Regions from separate parts of the Mus musculus genome. Here region 1 is linked to region 2. A link is a contact called in public capture Hi-C data. All regions are on one chromosome and are shown on one strand. Each heading gives the region's core, a stretch centred on a gene start, on an enhancer-like site or on the middle of the called end of the contact. The rest is flanking DNA. Distances are from core to core; before and after follow the strand shown.

Region 1 (3,192 bases), core at 428-2,927, 230 kb before region 2:
ATATTACCTGACACATCAAACTCAAATTGTCTCATGTTAGAGTCTTCATCACTCAACAGAGTCACTCAAACACTCCACTGAACACCAAGAATGGGAAACTCCAAACTTGCCTTTGTTGTTTCTCTAAGTGACACCATAAAGACTATACTGTAATCAGAGTCCCTGTGTCTCCACAGCAGAATACATCTCTGACAAAATGTAAGCCCATTTAGTGGCTTCACCTGAGTATTTCACATTTTATTCCTGTTGAGTACCAGTGGCCATGAAAGGGTAACAAAGAAACTACCAATTTTTTACACAAAAACCTCCTGGGTACTATGGGAAACAATAAGAAAAGGCTTTTATCTCTCTCTCTGCAAGCGCTGGTGTTGGTTACTTCAATAATTCTATCACACTGTAAAGGAAAAAAAAAAAAGAAAAACCATTTGAGATGACCCCATCTCTCCCCAAATCATTAAACCAAGATTGTCTTACCCTCTCTCTCTCTTCCTCCTGTCGTCTTATTCCTTCTCCTTTCCAGGGCTCCTGAACTTTCTGGAAACAAAATTGTCTAGGTTACAGAGGCCAGTATGTAAAGGCCACCAGAGAACTGTGGAGAGCCTCACAAGTTGACTGTCAGCAATTTGGAAAGCGGACAGCTTCCCCAACCAACAATCCAAGGATGGAAGGGCTAGAGTCACAGGCGTTGAGTGACACCCACTAAGTGTACATAAGGGAAATAAAGCCAGTTCCCCAAAACTAAGATGAATTCTATTAGCAGCATTTGGGTTCCACTCCTGGGCTCAGACACTTAATTCTTCGTTCCCCCCAGGGCTACAGGGAACCAGGAGTCAGAGGTGAAGGAAGGTCCCTGCTCCTGGGAAGTGGCTTTAGAAAGCAAAGCTGAGGGTAGGGGGGATGCCCTAGCCCTGTGTCAGGCACAGTGCCAAGTTCGGGCCCAGCCACTTCCTCTAGCCTCGCCCCCCCAACCCCCCAACACACACACTTCAGCTAGGACTTCGCCCCCTTCCTACCCAAGGCCTTGTGCCAAGAAGTACTTCCTTCAACCTTCAGTGGTCTATATACTGGAGGCTCCCAGCTGTCCCCCTAAAACCTTCGCTCCCCCGAGACACCGAACCCGGTCCTTCCTCCCGATGTCAAGTCCCACTCCTTCCTCAAAGACCGGTCTCTGGGACGTCCCTCCTTCACCCCTCCAGGGAGCTGAACTCTGCCACCCACTAGACAGGCACCCGCCCCCTAAACCCCCCCCATTCCTCCTCAGCGCCCGCTCCTCCACCGCCGCCACTTCCGGTTCCGGGACAGTCGCACTCACAGTCCCATCGTGGACCCCCCCCTCCCCACTCGCCCGAGGTAAAGGGGGGGGGGGAGGAGCGAGGGGCAGCGGCGCGCACCGACTGCAGCGGCGCGACACTCACCAGGCGGCGGCGGCGGCGGCGACGCCAGCGCCAGAGCCAGCGCGCGGGAGGGGCGGCGGTCACCGGGGAAGGAAGGAGCCGAGGGAGCGGGAGGACCCGCGGGGCGCGGGCTCGGAACCGCGAGGCGGGGCTCGCCGGCATGCACCGCAGGCGCCAGACGGACCCCGACGCTCGGCCGGGCGGCGCGCGAGACACCCGCAGGGCGGGGGCGCGAGGCGAGGTGTGGGGGGGCCCCCGCCCTCCTGGACACTCACCCGGAAGTGGTGCTGCGGCTCGTGCTCCCGGGAACCCCGAGTCCTCCACGCCCACTCCCCCCCCACCCCCCCCAACAGCTTCAATGTGCAGTCGTTTCTCGGAGAAGGCGGGAGAGCCGGAAACGAAAACGGGGGGGGGGAGGAAAGTAGCGGGGGGAGGGCGGCAGCAGGAAAGGAAAGGGGGGGGAAACAGGTCAGAGTCCGAGTCACTTCCGAGAGCCGCTCGAGCACATCCGGTGCTGTTAGGGCTCGGACATCTTGAGGGCAGAAGTTACGACACGTAAGGGCGGAAGTAGCTCCTTACCCGGGGACCGGTGGAGCGCTCGGTGGATGTGACGCCCAAACCGGACGTGAAGGCAGCGTGTGTTAAAGGGCTGAAGCTGAGCATCAGGAGAGCGTTCCCGGGCTTCCGGAAGAGACCTCTGGGGAAGTGGGAGGATGGAAGCTAGACGGGTTCATGAATTATGCATCAAGACACTAAAGACAGTTTAGATCGCCCCTCTTTTTCTAGATTTGCTTTACTTTTATGTGCGTTTATCTGTGCCTATGCATGCCGTGTGTGTACAGGAGTTACCGCTACCTGCTTCCAGCTTCACTGTGTGCGATCTGGGAACCGAACCTCCGGTCCTCTGGAGGAGCGGCCAGCTGAGCCAACTCTTCACCATGCGGAATCCTTTTTGATTTATTTTTCGAGACAGGGTTTCTCTGTATAGCCCTGGCTGGCCTGGAACTCACTTTGTAGACCAGGCTGGCCTCGAACTCAAAAATCCCCCTGCCTCTGCCTGGGGTTAAAGGCGTGCGCCACCACGCCCGGCAAAGATTTATTTATTTTTTTATTTATTTGAGTACACTGAAGCTGTCTTCAGACACACTAGGAGAGGGCATTGGATCCCATTACAGATGGTTGTGAGCCATGATCGCTGGGAATTGAACTCAGGACCTCTGGCAGAGCAGTCGATGCTCTTAACCACTGAGCCATCTCTCCAGTCCGACCATGCGGAATCTTAAAAAGACGGGAGTCACAGCTCATTTCTTAATGGACTAGGTTGTTGTAGGACGTTACCCTTTTTTCTTGGATCTTCCCGAATGTCTTTTTGCTGAGCTAGAGTGGGGGAAACTAATTTCTTTGAATATTCAAGAAAGGTAAGAAGGCCCATAGTTGTTTGAGGTTTCGGGATCGGTGCTATCAAAGTTCAATCGGTCTTCCTCTGACCACTCCGTTACTCTTTTCACTTTGGTCTTTTCTTTTTGCCAACACCCACATCTCTTATCTTCTTACCGGGTTTTAATTCTAAGTACAACATTCAGCGTACCTGCTGTTGTTTACAGCTCACCTGGTGTTGTTGCCCAGCTCCATAAGGGCAAGGACTTTGAATTGCTCCCGATGGTATCACCAGATCCCAGAATTTGTTAAGCATTCCAGTAAACGTTTGATACGTAAATGAACATTATAAACTATTGCAGGAAACTCCCTGATTGCTGCAACCCAAAGGGTTTTTTTAATTTTTCATAGCATTTACTGT
Region 2 (3,537 bases), core at 1,015-3,514:
CAGCTCCTGCACTGGTATTTCACAAGGGTTGTAGGCTATGGCGGGAAAGGAGATGCACCACTCTGGACAGCTCCTGTGAGGCTGCAGGCTGAGGAGGAGTTGCCGTTTTTATCTATCTATCTATCTATCTATCTATCTATCTATCTATCTATCTATCTATCTATCTATTTTCACAGGAGCTGCCATTTACAACCACCGGCTGGGGTCACAAAAGCTGGGTTTGCCACTTTGACAGCTCTTGTGGCACTCCACAAGACTACAGGCATGGTGTCTCCTTTCTCGTTCTCGTGACAAGGCTTGAACTTGCTGTGTAGTCAAGGCTGACTTTGAACTTAAAACAATCCTCCTGCCTCAGCAACAAAGTGCTGGGATTACAAGACTGTATCACTTAACACACTTCCATTTGCAAAGCACTTCCAGTTTTCAGAGCACATTAATGTTTATTCTTTTTGCCTCTTAATCCCAGTACTTGGAAGGCTGAGGCAAGGTTGCTGTGAATTTGAGGCCAGCTTGGGCTACACAGCGAATTCCAGGCCATCCTGGGCTACATGGTGACATTTTGACTCAAAATATCATTTTTAATTTATTTTCTCGCCATAACCTCAGTACTGAGAACACGGGGTGGAAAGGGGTGGGGGAGGGGCAGGGATCTGTTTACTACCGGGTCAACCAAGTGCAAAACCACTTACATTGGTTTTTTTTGGAAAACTCTCTAATTCTTTGAGATAAACGCTGTTTCATTTTGAAGTAGCCCTGCCTAGCCCAGACCATTCTCCTGCTTCAGCTTACAGACAGCTGCTGTTCACAGCCGTGTGCCACCATGCATAATTCAGCAATATATTTATAGATGATATAGGCTGAAGAACACACAGCTTTGAGTAGCAGAGCTGTTTGGAACCCAGGATTTATGCTTTAAAGCTACCGCTGTTGCTAGAGCTCCCGTTCCTTGACACCAAGAGAACAGATTTGTCGATTACGTTCCCCAAACTCGACTGATCCAAAGGAACACTTTCTGACTTCCAGCCCACACATATTCCATCAGACCACTTTGCAATCTTTAAAAAGATTAGTTTACCCAAGTGTATGGTTGTGTGTGTATGTGTGTGTGGGTGGGGAGAGTATGTGCATGAAGGCCAGAGACATTGGATCCCCTGGAGATGGAGTCCTAGATGGTTGGGAGCCACCTTTTGTGGGTGCTGAAAACTCTGCAATTGCACGAGTGCTCTCAACCCCTGAGCCATCTAGCCTCCAATTTGCATTTTATATAAAGCAGGTAACAATTAGTCCCATGTGTTCCTGTATCAAGCATTCTCTTTTCCTTAGACTCCACAAGATAGTGTTAGTTGGGCATGGTTGCGCTCACCTGTAATCCCAGTGTTTAAGAGGCTGGGAAAGGAGTGACTTCGAGGCAGCCTGGCTTACATAGAAAGTCTGCTGCTTCAGAGGAAAACAGCAACAGCGAAGACACAGAGTAACTCAGCAGACTCCTCCCAGTTCTTAACGTTACGTTTATTCTACAGAATTCTAGAGGACTGCTAGTAATCAGCAGATCTACCAAGACTCCAAGCCAGACCTTTTATTTTTTAGATGTATTAATTTTATTATTTTATGTGTAGAGGTCAGAAGATGGCATCAGATCGCTAGAGCAGGAGTTACAGATGGTTTGTGAGTGCTGGGAATAGAGCTGGGTCTTTTAGAAGAACAGCCAGGGCCCTTAATCTCTGAGTTATCTTTCCTGCCAGAGGGGGTCGCAGGGGTCGCAAAGCTGGGTCTTAAAGGTTTGCACCACCAGGCCACCTTCGAAGTAAATGAGCGGAACCCGGCCAGCAACAAATCCCATAACTTAGTATTTCTTGCTTCTCTTCGTGCCTTTCCCCCCTCATCCATCTCCTTTTTGCTTCTTAGGTATAGTCTTAAAGCCCAATTCCTTTGCATCCGGACATCTAATTGCTTTAAGGACTTAATGGCCAGCCCCGCCTCCCTCCCGCTTCTCAGTGCTGCTGTTAATATTGGACCATTGTTTTATGTCCGCCGACAATTAACTCCTTGACACTCTTTTCTCGCCTTCTCCTGGTTCCTGGGATTAGAAATTTGGCCTCGTAACCTGGCAACTACTGAGCTACCCGCTGAGGGTGGAAAGAGGGGCGTTAGGGTTTTTGCTTTGCGGTTGAGGTACTCTAAACTCTCAACGGAAGCTGGCTGCAAAGCTAAGCGTCCCGCCCCTGTTGCCATAACAACAATAAATAACTCCGGCTACCCCGTTGCGTCTTCCAAAAAAACAGTCTTGGCGTCTCAGCACAAAGATCCTCTCCTTAACTACTTCTAGAGGAGCAGAGTCAGGGTCTGCGCCCACTTCTGAAGGCGAACTGGGTTGGAGGGTTGAAGACTTCGTGTCAGGGAAATGGTGGTGTTAAGCAAAGAGGCCGCATTAGAAGAGGGGTTGGGGTGGAAGGGAACCCAACCCGGAGGTGAGGTGTGGGTAAAGAAGGGGAGGAGGAGTAGGTAGGGGAGATTTTAGGAGGACATGTAGAACTGTATCAAAGGGAATTGAGGAAGGAGGACGCTGGGCTGCTGGGACACTGTTGGAGGCAAGTGACAGCAGGAACAGTCCGGGAGTGTGGGAAAGTGTCCTGAAGGGAGCAGGGGTGGAGTGGGAGGAGGCTCCGAGCAGAGACTGGGAGTCCAAAGACGGTCTCCAGCATGAGGAAAGATGCACAAGTGGGAGTTCAGAGGAGACAGACTGTATAGGGCACCTGTAGCTGGAGGTGAGGGACTGGAGGGTTGGGGGGGTGGGAGCTAAGACCTTCTTTCTCAGGACCAGGACTGAGTCTCATCTGACTCCAGAGCGCAGGGCAGAGAAAGATGTCGGATGAAGATGATGTGGATGACGTTGATGCAGAACAGGATGAAGTGGAAAGTGACAAGGAGATAGAGGAATGGGAAGACTACAGGAAAGAGACAGAAGAAGCCTCTGAGGAAGTGAGAGCCTGCTTCAGGAGGGCTCCCGGGGCTCGGGACTAGAGGGGAGCTGGAGAGGGATGCCTGTATTCCCCACCTCTTACAGTGGCTGCCCACCCCCATCACGGAGGCCATGATGAAGGAAGGGCTCTCATTACTCTGCAAGATTGGCAGTGGACTGGCTCACGCTTATATTAAGCTGGAGGCTAAGGACAGGTGAGGACTGCGAGACGGGAGCATCTCGTGCCTTCCCTCTCTCATTCCTGAGTGTTTGGGCTAGAGCTCATGGGAAGACATGGTGGGCTTCGCTTTTCAGAACGTCCGTCCGGGACTCTTAGGTGACTGGGAGGGTAGCTTAGCAGTGGAGAACTTGCCTAGTATGCACAAGGCTCCAGGTTCATTCCCAGCACCAAAAACAACACACTGAAGCTTCTGTGGAGGAGTCTCTGTTTGGCTCCGAGATGTAGCTTAGTAGTATGAAAGGTCGTCTGCCATGTGCAAGGCACTAGTTTTGATCTCTGCACTGAAAAACAAGAAGAAAACCCCACTTGCCTCCTCTTCCCCTCCGTCTCTGTCATC

The links. Capture Hi-C pulls out chosen DNA fragments and counts their contacts.
Region 1: a contact with region 2 is called in a capture Hi-C map of macrophages, with 3 times the contacts expected there. The contact joins the promoter of Zfp384 here to the promoter of Lrrc23 in region 2. A contact is called at or near these places in 8 of 39 promoter capture datasets (the C10 cell line, cranial neural crest, frontonasal cranial neural crest and 5 more), 1 of 484 Hi-C or Micro-C datasets (embryonic stem cells), 2 of 115 datasets of contacts at active chromatin or transcription factors (embryonic stem cells and epiblast stem cells) and 4 of 9 other capture datasets (adipose tissue, liver, macrophages and 1 more).

What each region holds. Positions count from the first base shown.
Region 1 is chr6:125,007,723-125,010,914 of GRCm38.p6, reverse strand. It overlaps Zfp384 (zinc finger protein 384), which reads right to left and starts at 1,677. Exons shown (of 12, transcript NM_001372420.1): 1 at 1,416-1,677; 2 at 475-534. It overlaps 4930557K07Rik (RIKEN cDNA 4930557K07 gene), which reads left to right. Exons shown (of 4, transcript NR_130997.1): 4 at 521-739.
Region 2 is chr6:124,778,454-124,781,990 of GRCm38.p6, reverse strand. Lrrc23 (leucine rich repeat containing 23) reads left to right here and starts at 2,264. Exons shown (of 8, transcript NM_001302555.1): 1 at 2,264-2,341; 2 at 2,845-2,979; 3 at 3,065-3,174. The coding sequence starts at 2,863.